2 separate regions of the Mus musculus genome follow, and region 2 is linked to region 1. The links are chromatin contacts, called in public Hi-C maps. All regions are on one chromosome and are shown on one strand. The core of a region is the stretch at or near the end of the contact, and the rest is flanking DNA. Distances in the headings are between cores, read along the strand shown. Region 1 holds the start of Coq7 (demethyl-Q 7). Region 2 overlaps Gde1 (glycerophosphodiester phosphodiesterase 1).

The links. A called contact is a pair of places that touch in the nucleus more often than the background predicts.
Region 2: a contact with region 1 is called in a Hi-C map of cerebral cortex, with 2.9 times the contacts expected there. The contact joins the enhancer-like site here to the promoter of Coq7 in region 1. A contact is called at or near these places in 4 of 39 promoter capture datasets (the 3T3-L1 cell line, embryonic stem cells, hippocampal neurons and 1 more), 1 of 15 datasets of contacts at CTCF or cohesin (large pre-B cells), 28 of 484 Hi-C or Micro-C datasets (the AML12 cell line, B cells, the C2C12 cell line and 22 more), 10 of 115 datasets of contacts at active chromatin or transcription factors (astrocytes, embryonic stem cells, epiblast stem cells and 5 more) and 2 of 9 other capture datasets (adipose tissue and embryonic stem cells).

What each region holds. Positions count from the first base shown.
Region 1 is chr7:118,529,664-118,537,080 of GRCm38.p6, reverse strand. It overlaps Coq7 (demethyl-Q 7), which reads left to right and starts at 3,725. Exons shown (of 6, transcript NM_009940.3): 1 at 3,725-3,902; 2 at 7,344-7,417. The coding sequence starts at 3,830. Tmc7 (transmembrane channel-like gene family 7) reads left to right here. Exons shown (of 16, transcript NM_172476.4): 16 at 1-1,237.
Region 2 is chr7:118,684,004-118,691,420 of GRCm38.p6, reverse strand. Gde1 (glycerophosphodiester phosphodiesterase 1) reads left to right here. Exons shown (of 6, transcript NM_019580.4): 6 at 2,271-2,863. The coding sequence ends at 2,418. Among named protein-coding and RNA genes, the nearest start is that of Gde1, 18 kb to the left of the region's middle. Within about 2 kb of position 2,965, at least 26 of the 459 cell types and tissues checked have an H3K27ac peak or open chromatin away from gene starts, as enhancers often do. A contact at or near this core is called in cerebral cortex and muscle stem cells, where this site is marked.

The sequences.
Region 1 (7,417 bases), core at 2,476-4,975:
GCTGTATTTAATAAATACCTCATCATAAGCCTCCCTTATGGGGCGTCCCTTTTAGTGGTGTCTAATTTGATCTGCTTTCACTTTAAGGTCTTTGTCAATGTACTGCAGTCCTGTGATGGGACTGTGGAGTCTTTACTGTTTTCCACTGGCTCCTAACCTTTAAATTTCAATTAATGTTTCAGAAAGCTGCCAAGATGGACTTCCCTGCTCTGATCACTGCCTTGTTCCTCAAAAATGATTGGCTTCCCTCTGGGAGCAAAGCAAACTCGTTGTAGCTTCCATGTCTGTGTGTGTATAAAGGGTGCTTTGTCAGATGTGTGTGTGTCTGTGTGTATTGATGTGTGTGTGTCCATATCTTACATGTGTGAATTCGTATAAAGGGCCCTTGGTGAGGGGTGTGTGTGTGTGTGTGCATATGTACATCTGGAGGCGGAACTCATATCCTCAAGCTCTACACAATCATTTCCGTCATCTTCCATGAGGCTGTTAACCTGGGATATTTTTGTTCCTGTGGGAACATGTGCTTTGTAACATTTTCTTGTATTTTAAGATCTATGAGTTTTAAAGCCTAACAACAGGAGTTTTGAATAAACCAAAGTTTACTCCATTCTCATTCTACAAATCCTGGTTGCTGGCATTTTTGCCTAGTGCCTTCATGAAGCATTCTTGTCCTCACTGTGGCCCTGAGGATAATCTGCTGTCCTATGTTTGTAGGAATGGTAGATAAAATAAACAACATATTTTCTTTATTATAAAACAGATAACAAAATATGCCAATTGGTATGTTGGTTTTAGTTAGTGCTGCTAATGTGTGCACCTCCTACTTGAATATTTTAATAACTTGGAATAACCAGGCAATGTCTGTATAGCTTTAAAGTGCGGCTCTCTAACGGGTGTGTGTTAAACTCCTGATTCCGTGTCTTGAAAGTTTTAGAGTATGGTTGTCCTCAAACCCACAGACGCTCTTCATCACTGGTTAAGTGATGAAGAGAACTGCAATACTCAGTAAAGTTGCTCTTTGTCACTGCAGTTAGAGGAAGTAGCATTTTGACATCGATGGATGTGTTAGATGAGTCTTGTCTCCTCTTGGCTATTAAGAAGCCAAAGAAAAGCAGGTTTGTGTGTTTTGAACGTCAAAGACAATATCTTAAGCATTTTATATCTTGCTACCATTGAAAGCCACTGTTTGTATTTATTTTAATATTCTATAAATATATAATAAATATTGAAAGTAGCTATATATGTGTTGGGTGCGTGTTGTGAATACATATTTTTTAATTTCTCCTTAATAACATCTTGATGTTCTCTCCAAGTAGCTCCCTTTTGTAATGGCCATCTAGCCTTCCACAGTGGTAACACACATTTCCAGTAACTATGCAGTCACTGGTGGGTACTTGAAGTAGGTATTGTCATTCTTCCCCCATAGGAACACTGGGAAATTGAACTTTAAAAGCCTTTGCAAACATTTTCACTTCCCGTCTGCTACTATAGGCTCCGGTTCTGTTTTTCTTTCTCCCTTCTCTTTCCCCTTCCTCTCTTTTCTATTCTCTCTCCCCTCTGTCTGTCTGTCTGCCTGTCTGTCTATCTGTCTGTTTCTCTCTCTCCTTCTTTCTCTCTCTCTCCCTCTCTATTTCTTTCTGGCAGAGCAGACCTGCAGGTTCTCGCAGCCACGAAATGTTCTCATCTCAGTGAAGGAGAATCCAGTTAGACAGGTCTTTACTTTGCATTAACTGTTAAGTTGGCAAATCAGACCTCACAGCCAAAAATCTGATGGCAGCTAGCCACTATGCTCTAAGTATTTGCGAACAGAAGAATTCATTTTTTCCTGGGTGGTACAAGATCTGACCGTGTGAGAACTTCTGAACACATCTTTACTCTGTAGAGTGAGGCTTTACCAGAAACCTGTCCAGAGCATGAGAGGTACTTGAAACATGGGACATGCTCTTTGCTGTGTGACTGTGAACAAATTCCTTCACCTTCAGAGACAGTTCCCTTACACTTAAAATACAAAACTAAGACAAACTTGCTTTTATATTTCAGAATTTGATTATGGAATCACATATTCTTCGTTGTCTTTTGAAAATATGAAAGTGCTTACTATAAAGTATGAGAACATTGAAAACCACAGAGAAAAATCAAAATTACACATAAGCACACAAGTTTTTTTTAAAGAGGCACCAAAGGCCAGCCTGGATGACACAGCAAGTTGAAAGTCATCTGGATACAGGGTGAAATTCTTGTCTCATAACCAGAGTGGGGGAAGGGGAAGAGGGAGGAGGAAGGGAAAGAGAGAGAGAAAGAGAAAAAGAGAGAGGAGAGAGAAGGGAGAAGAAAGCAAGCAAGCACAAATGGAGGGAAGAAAGAAAATGTAGTAGTCTCATATTTTCCACTTAAATGTTCTATTTTATCCAAAGTTCTTTCAAAGTTCATTGTTCTAACACCCCTGGAAGCTCCAGAGGCCAAAGCAGCCATTTCACCAGTTTAAGGCAAGCCTGAGTGACATAATCAGATCTGAACTCGTCATTACATCCATTTCAGGGAGCTGCTAACTGTGCTCATGAGTCATAGTTTGTTAGCATTCTCTTGATGGTAACCTTTTTAAAAAACATGTATTTGTCTGTGTGTCACATGTGCAGAGAGTCCGGAGGAGAGTGCTGGGTCACTTGGAACTGGAGTTACAGGCCGTTGTTAGCTTCCTGCTGTGGCTTCTGGGAATCAAACCCAGGTCCTCTACAGGAGCAAGAAGTGTTCTCAACTTCTGAGCTCTCTCTAGCTCCAATTTTTTAACACTTCCAAAAATTTCCAGTAATAACTAGGACATACACCTCAACATTCTTTTATCTCTTTAGGACAGATCTAGAAGTGGAATGCACGGGAAAGGTTCTGAACATTTGAAGGCTTTGAGAGCCAGATTTAGGTTGAGTATTCCACAGGAATATTTAAGTACCCTCACTGCCGCTAAGGCCCAGTACTTGGGCTCGTCTTAATTTTAAGTTACTGTAGTATACTAATTGAACACTATAATTATATAGAATGGGTTAGTAGTTTCATTTATTTTACAGTAGCTATGAATCAAATACCCGCCCCCCTCCCGCCAAGGGTGCAAACTCTAGTTTTCCTAAAGCCACAGTCTCTAGTGGTCCTATAATAGGCACTGATTATCCTTGCAGGTATGGTTTTTCCCCTTATATACTTATCTGACTTGAAAATTTATTTCTATTGGCTAGATCCTAGCTGTCATATTAATGGATATGCACTTTAAAATGTTTAATGTATGTTACTAAATTTTCCTTCCCTCAACACACAGCTATGTTCATCACTAATGTGCACTAGGCCATGAATAATCCAGTAAAGGATGAACAATGAAGCAAATCTCAATATAAAAATTGAGAAGGAACGGAAAGTAACGGGAAACAAACTGGGAAACCCACAATTACACCGAAAACTGGCATGTTTTACCAGGTAATTGCTGACTTTCAGGTGTAAATCGGCTCTTAATAGAGAAAAATAATCTCCATAACGTGGAGGAAACAACAGTGACCTGCGGGTCGCCTTTCCAAGACAGGGAGAAACCCTAACCTAAAATGCCTCTCCAGGGCAGCTCTGCATCAACCCTAAGAGCCGACCGGGCGCCTTCACGACGTTACAATGATCGACAGGGGGAAGACCCAATAGAGTACGTGAATCGGTCATTTCTAACCAATCGGGTGTAATCCAGGGCCTAGGGGCGTTTCCTCTGGCTCTCGGTCCGCGGCATCTATGCGTCATCACCCTGAGTCGAGAGCACGATTGGCGGGGCGTTTGGACCATAGCTGCATTGTCCGCAGCGATGAGCGCCGCCGGAGCCATAGCGGCTGCTTCCGTGGGACGCCTGCGCACTGGTGTCCGGAGGCCCTTCTCAGGTACCGGCCGTTCGGGGTCGTGGTTCGGCGCGGGGCTCTTCGCCGGTGACTATTTGCAGTGGAGGTCACGGATGTCACGGGGAGGACGTCTATACGTCACAAGCGCGCGACATGGGGGTGGGGTTTGTAGTACGTCTAGTTGATTGATAGGAACGGGTGAACTTCTGCAGGATGCCCTGCCGGGGAACAAGTGATTACCAGCCTGTGATGTGACGTCAGTGCAAGTGTGGAACTTGAGTGTCCTGCAGTGTCCCTCCGGTCTCCACTCGGGACTTTCTCAAGCAAAGTAGCCTTCCGACGACAGCATCAATCTGTTATAAATGCAGATTTTCGGGTCCCCCTCATTATCCACTGGATTGATAGGTTTTAGAGTTTTAAAAAGTGTGTGTGTGTGTGTGTGTGTGTGTGTGTGTGCGCGCGCGCGCGCGCGTGCGTGCGCACAATAATTAAATTCTAGAGAGGCCAGAATTGGGGTTTGAATCTGCAACTAGAGTAACAGGCAGTTTGTGAATCCCTATATATGGGTGCTGGGAGCCCAACTCAAGTCATTTGCAAGTGCAGTACACATTCTTAACTGCTGAGCCTTCTTTTGAGCCGTAGAGTCTCTGTTTTTATCAAGCCTCTCATGGGACTGTTTGTATTGCAAAATATGGTAAGCTTTGAATTTGGAATGGAGAGAGGTAGGTTTGGATTCAGGTCTGATTCATCCGAGCTGCCCCAGAAAATCGTGGTCATTTTCTCGAAACTAAATCTTCAAGCATTAGATTTCTATTTTGCCTGAAGGCAATATTGTTTGGAGGTTTGAGATGTGTTTTTGTTTAACTACAACTTATTAAGTAATTTAATTGAAACTACATCCTTTTGGTAAATAATAAGCCAGAATTGTCTGCCCCCAAATGGATGAGTAATCACACACACACACACACCACCACCACCACCACCAATACCATGAGAACAGCTATGAAACTTCATTAGATATTGTTGTGTGTGCCTTCCAAGGCTTGAGTCCAAGGTTGTTTTTCTTTCTGGAAGAGAAGAGTGCTTAGCAAGTGTTTGGATATTTTTCAAGACATGCCAGTTATAGAGATGTTTTCCTTGGTGATAAATGGATCAGAAGAGACTTTTTAAGAGCCTCTTAGTATGTAATTTATGTGTCCATAAGCCACTTAAAATCTTCTCATTTGCCACTTAAAATCTCCCAGATACCATGGCTGGAACAGCACTCTTGAGAGCTTCTAGCTCTGCGATTCAGCTTTATTTTAAAGTGTGTAACAAGGCAGTCAGGTCTCAGGGATGTGAATTTTAAGGTTCCTTGCTAACCCAGTGAACAGGTTAACAATAAGAATCACTTGTTTTCATTTATGAAGTAACTTAGTTTCCTTTGTTTCATATACCCTCATGATAATAATAATTAAAAAAAAACCTTAAGTGTGTGTCTCCTTAAAAAAATAAAACTAGCCTTGCTACTGGATAGGTTTTAATTTGGTTTTGAGACAGCCTCTAGCGCTGGCTGACCTGGACCTTGCTTGTTCACCAGGATATCCTTCAATTCACAGAGCTCTGCCAACTCATGCTGGGATTAATACCTATACTGATTTCTTAGGTAAAAGGACAAACACTACCCTCTCCCAGTCATTGAGTGCAGAAGTTGTGTTTGAGAGAACATTCCAGTGTGTTCTCAGTTATAAAGAATCCTGTTTATCACACCTCAAAAGCCAGCCATATAAACTTGGCCCACCTGCTCAGCTCCTTGTTATTCTTCTTTTAAAAAAAAGATTTATTTTATATATGTGAACACACTGTAGCTGTCTTCAGACACACCAGAAGAGGGAATCAGATCCCATTACAAATGCTCCTGAGCCACCATGTAGTTGCTGGGAATTGACCTCAGGACCTCTGGAAGAGCAGTCAGTGCTTTTAACCGCTGAGCCACCTCCCCAGGCCCCTTGTTATTCCTTAATATACTTTTTAAAAAGGAGTACTGGGTTGCCTTGAACTTTCTTTGCTAAAAAGTAAGAGCACAAGCAAACAAGATTGTGTTGAGAAATACAACTGGCTCACCAAGTCTGTCTCCAGACCCTGCTTTCTGCATGGAGACAAGCTGGCCAGAAGCATAAGCCCTTGAACTTGGACACAGAAATGCAACAAGTTCCTGATTGTGTCCCATCACTGTCCCATAAAATATGGGCCTCAAACCGTAGAGCCCCACTGTCTGAAGACAGTTTGGAATGGTTGGTGTCTTACACTCGGCAGGAGAGCTGAGGTGCCGTGTCTGCTCCACAGACTCTGTCCAGTTAGAGTCAGTGAGCTGAGTGAGGCAGAGCATGCCATGCGCAGTAGACCAAAGCCATTCTCCTGCAGAATCCACGTGCCTTTGCACACACAGCGCTATTTGTCCCAGGACTGTTGATGTAGCTCAGGGCAGGCTTAATCTCCAGCACCATGATAAATAGATACAGCATTTAAAATTCTACTTGGTAGCAAAGCTCACGTTCCCAACGACGGCATGCATACACACCAGATACTCCAATCCTGCCCCGTGGCCTTGTGTCCAAAGACCTTAAGCCTTCTTGATGAAAGAGCCAAAGACGTATGGGAACTTTTCCACCCCTTTTCTGGATGTTGAAGTTTGCTTAGGTGAAAAGAAGTGTCTTCCAAAGACATGGTGGTCATAGCAAGCAGAGAGCCTGCAGCACTTTAAACAGGGTGCAGCTAGAGTGACAAACCAGAGGGCCTGTGGGTTTCCGTTTTTATATGGAATAAACACACATTACTACAGGACCCTTCTGGGATGAGGTAAACATTCAAGATCCTCTAATCTGGAGCTTGGAAGTATAGTGAAAGTGTTTACATTTGAAGAAGAGTTTAGTCTGAGGTCAAACCTTGTCAGGCAGGGTCTCAGTCACCTGCCCGTGGAATTGGTGTATTAAAAGAACGTTGAAGCCTCAACTTGGGATGCCAGGCTTTGTCCCCTGAGCTTTTTCAGAACATCAACACTGGCCGCTTCCCAGGGAGACTTAGGGAGAGCATTATAGATAGCTTTGGGTGCACTCCAGGGGCTTCTGCTGTACAGCTTGAGAGGGGAGCCTCCCTTTCCTGAAACAGCTGTCACGTCAGCTGCCTTGTGAGGACAGATTTCGGTCCTTCCAGATCGCCATATGTTTAAAGTAAATCCGGAAACCCTAGTCTTTAGGTGAAGTCTTTTGGGTTTGAGCATTGCAGGTGATAAAGAACACACACTGGTAGATGTGTCCAGCCCTCAGGCTTGTCTTTCATTCTGTCGGCAAAAAGGCAACAGGCCAGCGATATGACTCAGTGGGTAAAGGTGCTTGCTTTCCAGCACAAGGGCCTGAGTTCCATCCCTGGACCCCACAACTCCGTTTTCAGGAATGTCAGTGTCCTGTGTGGATAATGAGACGGACACTTGCTTTTTCATTGCAGAGTATGGAAGAGGCCTCATCATCAGGTGTCACAGTTCGGGGATGACCTTAGACAATATTAACCGGGCAGCCGTG
Region 2 (7,417 bases), core at 1,716-4,215, 160 kb before region 1:
GACATGGTTCATTGATTCACAACAGGCTAACCAGATACTCTGTTTCATTAGTTTGTTTGTTTACTGCTTGTATGTGTAGTGTTTGTATGTGTGCTGTATGTATGTGTAGTGTTTGTATGTGTGGTACCTGTATGTGTGGTGTGTGTTTGTATGTTGTATGTGTGGGACTCACTGATGGAGCTGGTCCTGTGAGAAGCTACCTTTTCCTCAGGATCTTCTCCAGCTCCTGAGCACTGGGACTATAGATGGTCTGTGATGTCTCCCAGTTTTTATGTGGCTGCTGGACACCCAACTCTGGTTCTTGAATGACAAGCATTTTTTATTATGTTTTAAAAGTAAATTACAATTTATAACATATTAATCATGTAATATGTCAGCAAGTTCTTGCTCTCCGTGTAAATGTGTGTGGCAGAGCTGATGCATCATAGCCCACCTCATCAAACAGGGTTTCTCTGTGTAGCTCTGCCTGTCCTGAAGCTCACTCTGCAGACCTCTGGCTTCAAACCCACAGAGATTTACCTGCCTCTGCCTCTCCAGTGAGTGCTGGGATTAAGCTTACACCACCGCCCAACCCCAGTCCAGTGTTGTAAAGCATTTTTAGAAAGTGGTGACATTGCACTGCTTGTGATTGGCTCCCTTGGGAAACTAGACGGAGGGAAGTGCCACAGCGGAAACCGCGTATGGCCATGGCCTTCTAGCTCCCATCCTCCCTTCTGCTTGTCTGTTCTCTCGCTTACTGACATCTCTGAGCTGTCTGTGGCAGCCTTAGAGCTGTAGACGCACACTGTAGCTCCATCCGACTTCCAGCTTGCTATTCTGGCAGCCATTTGGCTATGGCCAACAGTGCTGTCAGGTGCTGCATGAGGAAGCGGAGGGTACAGTAGTGAAGAAGCAGAGCCGCGCTCTTTGCCTCCTTGACTTCCATGTCCAATTGGACAGGGATGCCAGTCCAGCCTTGAGTCTAGTAAATACAAAGCCACAGCTGAGGGCTGCCAGTGGGTAAGTGCTTCTGTGCGAGCTTTGGGGTCTGAGTTCACATTCCTAGCAGCCGGATGCAAACTGGCGCAGTAGCATGTGTGTGGCTAGAGCAGCAGATTCTGGGAATCAGTCTAGCTGGAGCTTCGATCTCCGGGTTCATTGAGACACCCTGTCTCAAATCTAAGATGAGAACAATAGTGAAAGACAGCGCCATCAACAGCTTCAAGGACAGCAGTGCATAGGCCTTGTATTCTGATCTAGTTTCGCACAGGGAGGTGTCCCAAGGAAGAAGGAGGGGAATGGTAATTGTTACCACGGTGGCACAGGCCTGAAAGTCAAGCAACTCTGGAGGCTAAAGCAGAAGGATTGCATGTTCAAGGGCAGCCCGGGCTCCAGTGAGAGCATAAAACAGAAGTGAAGAGACGCTGCGGTACAGTTGAGGATGACTGCCTCCCTGCGTGCCCGAGGCCCAGGGTCACACTCCAGCCTCTCTATCAGCCAGCGGGTAAAGGACATCCAGGCCTGCTCTTGTCGGGCCAGTGCTGTGGGAGCACGTGAGGAAGTGGGCATGGTGGAGGTGGGAGGCTCACACCTGGGTCTCTTTACCTGGCCTCACCAGAGTGGTTACCTGGCATCTTCCTTGAGGATGTCTCAGCTACACGCCAAGGTAGCTCATTTGTCTTGAGAAATTACCAGTTCTGGAGTGGGGGCTGTGAGCCTTTTGTCTGCCTGGAAGTCACTGAATCATCTTGAATCACCTGTAAATCTGAGAAAATGTGGTTGTTCTAGGCTTGCTGTTTGAAGGTATGTTTCTGGTTTGTGTCACAACAGCTGCTTTTATATTGTGACCTTTCCCATACCTGGGGACACTCAGGACTTCTCAGCTTTTCACCAGATATGGGACAGGGTGCCAGGAGCAAACTAAGCTCTGCCTGTGAACTGCAAGGAAGAAAGCGTTGAGGGAGGGTGTAGAGCGCTGTTCTTCCCCAGGAGCGGAGGACAGAGAAGCTCTGGTGACCTGAAAGGGAGGCTCCTGCAGTACAGAGAGAAACGGACAGTGTGGTTGGTGTAAGAGGGCAGAGATGATAGCCCTTGGTGACTGTGATGTGTGTGAGCTCGGATGATGATGTAAAGCAGACATAAGCCGTGCCTGCTTCCCAGCCTCTGACTGCGGTAGGAGGCCAGCTGGAGGCTCTCTGGGAGCAGTTGGCAGTCACAGAGCACATGCTTTGAGCTCTCAATTCCAGGACAGCTGTCCATTCTAACACGGCTGATTTTCCCCTTTTCTCCAGGGACTATTTGAAGAAGTGGTCAGCTAAAGGAATCCAGGTTGTGAGTTGGACTGTCAATACCTTTGATGAAAAGAATTACTACGAGTCCCACCTTGGGTCCAGCTACATCACTGACAGCATGCTAGAAGACTGTGCACCTCACTTCTAGACTCCCCAGGAGGAAACACAGTTGCGAAACTGCCTGGAGGCCTCTTGCAGGGACATGAGAACACTCTGTTAGCACAAGCCCTGGGGACCCTGTGGCTCATACTAGCAATAGTCACAGTGTCACCCCAACAAGCAGAAACCAGGCATGGTGACCATGCTCCAAGGAAGGCTCCACACTTGCCCTTAAAATTCTGGATCTGCAAAAAGGCAGGGTGGCCCCACCCTGACCCCGCTGAGGGTACAGAGCCACGAGGATGAGCAGAGTGGGTCCTGCAATTAGGGCGCAGGCACCAATGCATGGGGCTTGCATGATCACTCCAAGTTGACATTTTAAATCTTGCCGTACTTCAGTAATTCACTTATTTCCAATATTTGTCGTCAGCTTTGTTAATGGCGACCTGTAGGTGTCAAACTTGTGACCACACTAATAAAATCATTGAAAGGTGAACAGAGGGCAAACTGTGTACTGATCTTCTGGTCCTACAGTGCCTGGGAGGCCTTTCCTGCTTTAGTTTCAAGACTTGGAATTATCTGTGTCATCTTGATGTAAGCACTTCTGACCACCAGGGGGCAGAGCGGCAGCTTTCCCATCGTGCTTGGAAGCCTGATCACTGGCAGGTTCTTAGATAAAGAACCAGGAGAACGGGTCTGAGGATCTGGGCTGCTCTTCATTTCTCAATTGCAGATGCACAGACTGGTGCCGGCCTCAGCCCTGACTCAGACCTACTGTTCCTTTTGCTGTCGTTGCTCTAGACTGGGAACTAGATGAGGCATTTGTAAGCACAGTCATCTGCAGCCCTGGGCAAAACGCTTACGGATGCTTGGCATCATCTTCAGAGGTGAGGAAGCAGAGGCAGCGCAGTTAGGGACGTACCTGAGTCCATCATAAAGTCCACAGGCAGTGTCCAGTTCCAGGCCCTGGCCATCCCACAGGGACAAAGCGGCTGTGTGTGTGTGTGTGTGTGTGTGTGTGTGTGTGTGTGTGTGTGTGTTGTTTTTAGTTGTTGAAGGAAGGGGTGGCAACACGTACCACCACTGCTGCCCCAGACGTTAGAAGACGACTTGCAGGTTTGTCCTTCCCCCATGGGTCCCTGACGTTGAACTCAGACTATTGGGTTTGGTAGCACTTTTTCCGTGTTGAACCCTCATACCAGGCCTTAGCATGCGATGCTAGAAATTCAGCCTAGGCTTTACCTGTGGTAAGTCGTCTGTCAGAGTTATATCTAGACCTCTTTTTAAAACAAATTTAAATTAAGCCAGATGTGGTACACATCTTTAATCCCAGCAGTTTGGAATCAGAGGCAGGGAGATTCTGAGTTCAGGCCAGTCTGGTCTACAGAGCAAGTTCTAGGACAGACAGGGCTACACAGAGAAACCCCATCTCAAAAAGAAAAATTTTCAAATTCCCTTTGGTGTGAGAGTGCACGTGGCACACATGTGGAGATGGAAGGACGGCTTGCCAGGGTCTTCACACCACGCGGGTCACAAAGTTGAATTCAGGTCATCAAGCTTGGTGAGCGCCTCTGTCTGCTAGGCTTTTAACTCACTCCAGCCCCTTTAAGACAGAGTTCCACTAAGTTATTTAGAGTAGCCATAAACGTAAAATCTCTCAGGTTCCCAAGTAGCTGAGGTTGTAGGCCAGCATCAAGAGACATAGCTGTAAGTGGTGACATTTAAAATGAAGCTAGAGCCGGGAGTGGTGGCACATGCCTTTGATCCCAGCACTCGGGAGGCAGAGGCAGGCGGATTTCTGAGTTTGAGGTCAGCCTGGTCTACAAAGTGAGCTCCAGGACAGCCAGGGCTATACAGAGAAAAACCCTGTCTCGAAAAAAAACCAAAAAAAAAAAAAAAAGAAGCTAGTTTCTTTGCTGGAGATCAAACCTAAGGCTTTGTGCATCCTAGACAAGTGCTCCACCCCTGAGCCTCACCCCAAGTCCTTGGGTTTTTGAGACAGTCATGTTATTGATCTCAGGCTGGTCTTAAGCTTTCTGCCTCAGCATTCCAACTATAGGGGTTATGGGAATGTGCTGCCACACCTGGCTCTTTATAAATGTTGACTAGAAGTATCTGAGGTCTCCTTTATTACCAGAGCCTTCACACACAGTATCAAAACCTGACATCCTTTCTTGTCACCTAGCTGTATGGACTGGTGGCATTCTAAAACTCACTGGCTGCTGTACGCCAGCAGGACTGTGGAAACACCATGACTAGCTTGTGGGTCTATGGCAGGCCACAGATGGGGCTGAAAGGTCAGAGAGGTGGGAGGGAGAAGCTAGCAGGGGCAGACAGGTCAGCTTCAGGCTGGCTGTGATGGTATACCCCTGTAATCTCAGTACTTGGGACGCAGAGGCAGGAGAGCCTTCATTTTGAAGCCAGCCTGACTACATAGACTCAAAATATTTAAAAACCTTTGCCTTCCATTAGTTTTGGTGCTAGACTGAGCCCAGGGACTCACAGTGAGCATATACTCCACACCGAGCTTTAAGCCCAAGGAAGTTCTCTTGGGAAAAAAAAAATTTTTTTTGAGACAGTGTTTCTCTGTGTAGCCCTGGCTGTCCTGGAACTCACTCTGTAGACCAGGCTGGCCTCGAACTCAGAAATCCGCCTGCCTCTGCCTCCCAAGTGATTGAAGGTGTGCGTCACAATGCCCGGCTTCTCTTGAAATTTTTAACATTTATTAAATATCTAAGCATGTCACACTGTGACCAAGTGATACGAGGGAGGAGAACGTGACCCCAGAAAACACATCTGAGGCCTGATTGAGCCTTGGGGCCCTTCAAAATGGGTGCCTGGCATGTGACATAACAGGACAGGAGAGGAGCAAAGGGGGGGATTTCCTAGAAAAGGGTGAGGGCTGAGGGGAGATGGAGCAAGGTGAGGTTGGGAGACAGGAAAGGGGGGAGGGGCACCAGGGAGGGAGGAGGTGGGGGAAGATGATGGACTGGGGAGAAAAGCAAAAGCATTGATGTGGGAGGGAAGAGCTGGGGGAGGAGAGAATGGAGAGAGGAAGAGTCAGGGAAAGAGGGGAGTGTAGAGTGTGGAATGGAGAGAAGTCAGGGAATAAGGGGAGGAGCTGGGGAGCTAAGGGGTGAGAATTGAGAGACAGGAAAGTAGGTGTGGCGGGGAAAGGAGATGAGGGGAGAGGAGCAGGGAAGGGATCAGGAGAGGAAATGAGAGAAGCAGAAGAGGAGGGGCTGCAAGGAGGGGAGGAGAACAAAGGAAAGGGAAAGTGAACAGGGTAGAAAAGGAGGTGGGGAGAGGGCAGGGATGGGGGAGAGAGGGGTGAGGAGGGCAGGGGTGGGGGGAGAGAGGAGTGAGGAGGGCAGGGGTGGGGGAAGAGAGGGGTGAGGAGGGCAGGGGTGGAAGGAGAGAGGTGAGGAGGGCAGGGGTGGGGGAGAGGGGTGAGGAGGGCAGGGGTGGGAGAGAGGGGTGGGGAGAGGATAGGGAGGAGTGGGGGGAGGGGTGGGGAGAGGGCAGGGGTAGGGTGAGAGGGTTGGGAGAGGTGAAAGTGCAGAGGGAAGAGAAGGGGGAAGTACCAGTGGAGAGGTGATTGGGAGTGCATGGAAGTGGGGGCAGAGATAGGAAGGGTTGTTGAGAGATGGGAGGCAGGGGAGGAAGAGGAGGGGGAGGTCTTAGTTAGGGTTTTACTCCTGTGGACAGACACCAAGATCAAGGCAACTCTTTTATAAAGGACAGTATTTAGTTGGGGCTGGCTTACAAGTTCAGAGGTTCAGTCTATTATCATCAAGATGGGAGCATGGCAGCATCCAGGCAGGCATGGTGCAGGCACAGACTGAGAGTTGTACATCTTGTTCCAAAGGCAGCTATGAGAAGATTGACTTCCAGGTAGCTAGGATGAGGGTCTCAAAGCCCATACCCACAGTGACACACCTACTTCCAACAAGGTCATATCTCCTACTAGTGCCACTCCCTGGGCCAAGCATATACAAACCATCACAAAGAAAGAAAAGGGAAAGAAAAAAAAAGGATCCCAAGTGAGGTAACCCAGACCCAGAAAGACAAATATGGTAACTATTCATGTGTATGTGGCTGTTAGCTGTTAAGTCAACGATAACCAAGCTACAATCCATAGAACCACAGAGGTTAGGTATAGAGTAAGGGGCTGGGGGGAAAGACATTTCTACCTAAGAAAAGGGAACTAGAATAGTTATGGATGGATAGGGGCAGGGCTGGAATGAAACAGTCAAGTAGGGAGTGGGAACAGGGCACAATGGAGGGAATAAGGGGAGAGACACCTGAAATTAAGGACCATGTGAGGGGTAGCATGGAAACCTAATACCACTGAAGCTTCCTGTACATATATATATGGAGGCGATCTCAATAAGCTCACCTTAATGGAGAATACAGAGCCCCAACTGGACATCTTGTCACCCAACGAAGCTTGCCGTACTGGGATTAGATTATGTCTCATTGCATTGTTAGTCTCATGGGAACTCCCAAACAACCTGAGCTATTGCTGAGACTGCAGGTTGTTCTCCACAGCTTGGCAGCACAGCCTCACTGCTGAAGACAACACAACTCACTGAACACGGGGAAGTCAAGTTGCTGCCTACATAGAGCCTTCACCCTATGGGCTGAAGGTATTCTGCTACCAACGTGAACACCAACCCAGCCTCAAACCCTTGGATCTTCAATAGTGCGTTGCCTGTGAGATATGCTAGTACAATGGTAGCACAAAGCTTGAGGGAGTAACCGCACAAGATCTGATTTGCTTGAGGCTTTCTCCATGAGATGGAACCCATACTTGACCCTGCTTGGGTGACCAAGAATCTGAGACGAGATAGCCCAGGGATCTGCTGTAAAACCAAATACTGTTCTACTAAAAGAACATAGCAAGAAGATGACTCCTAATGACATTCTGCTCATAAATCAGTTCCCATCATTAGAGAAGCTTCCTCCTGTGTAGTAGATGGGAATAAACAGAGACCCACAGCCAGACATTATTCAGAGAGCGAGATAGCTTCCGATACTCAGCCTTA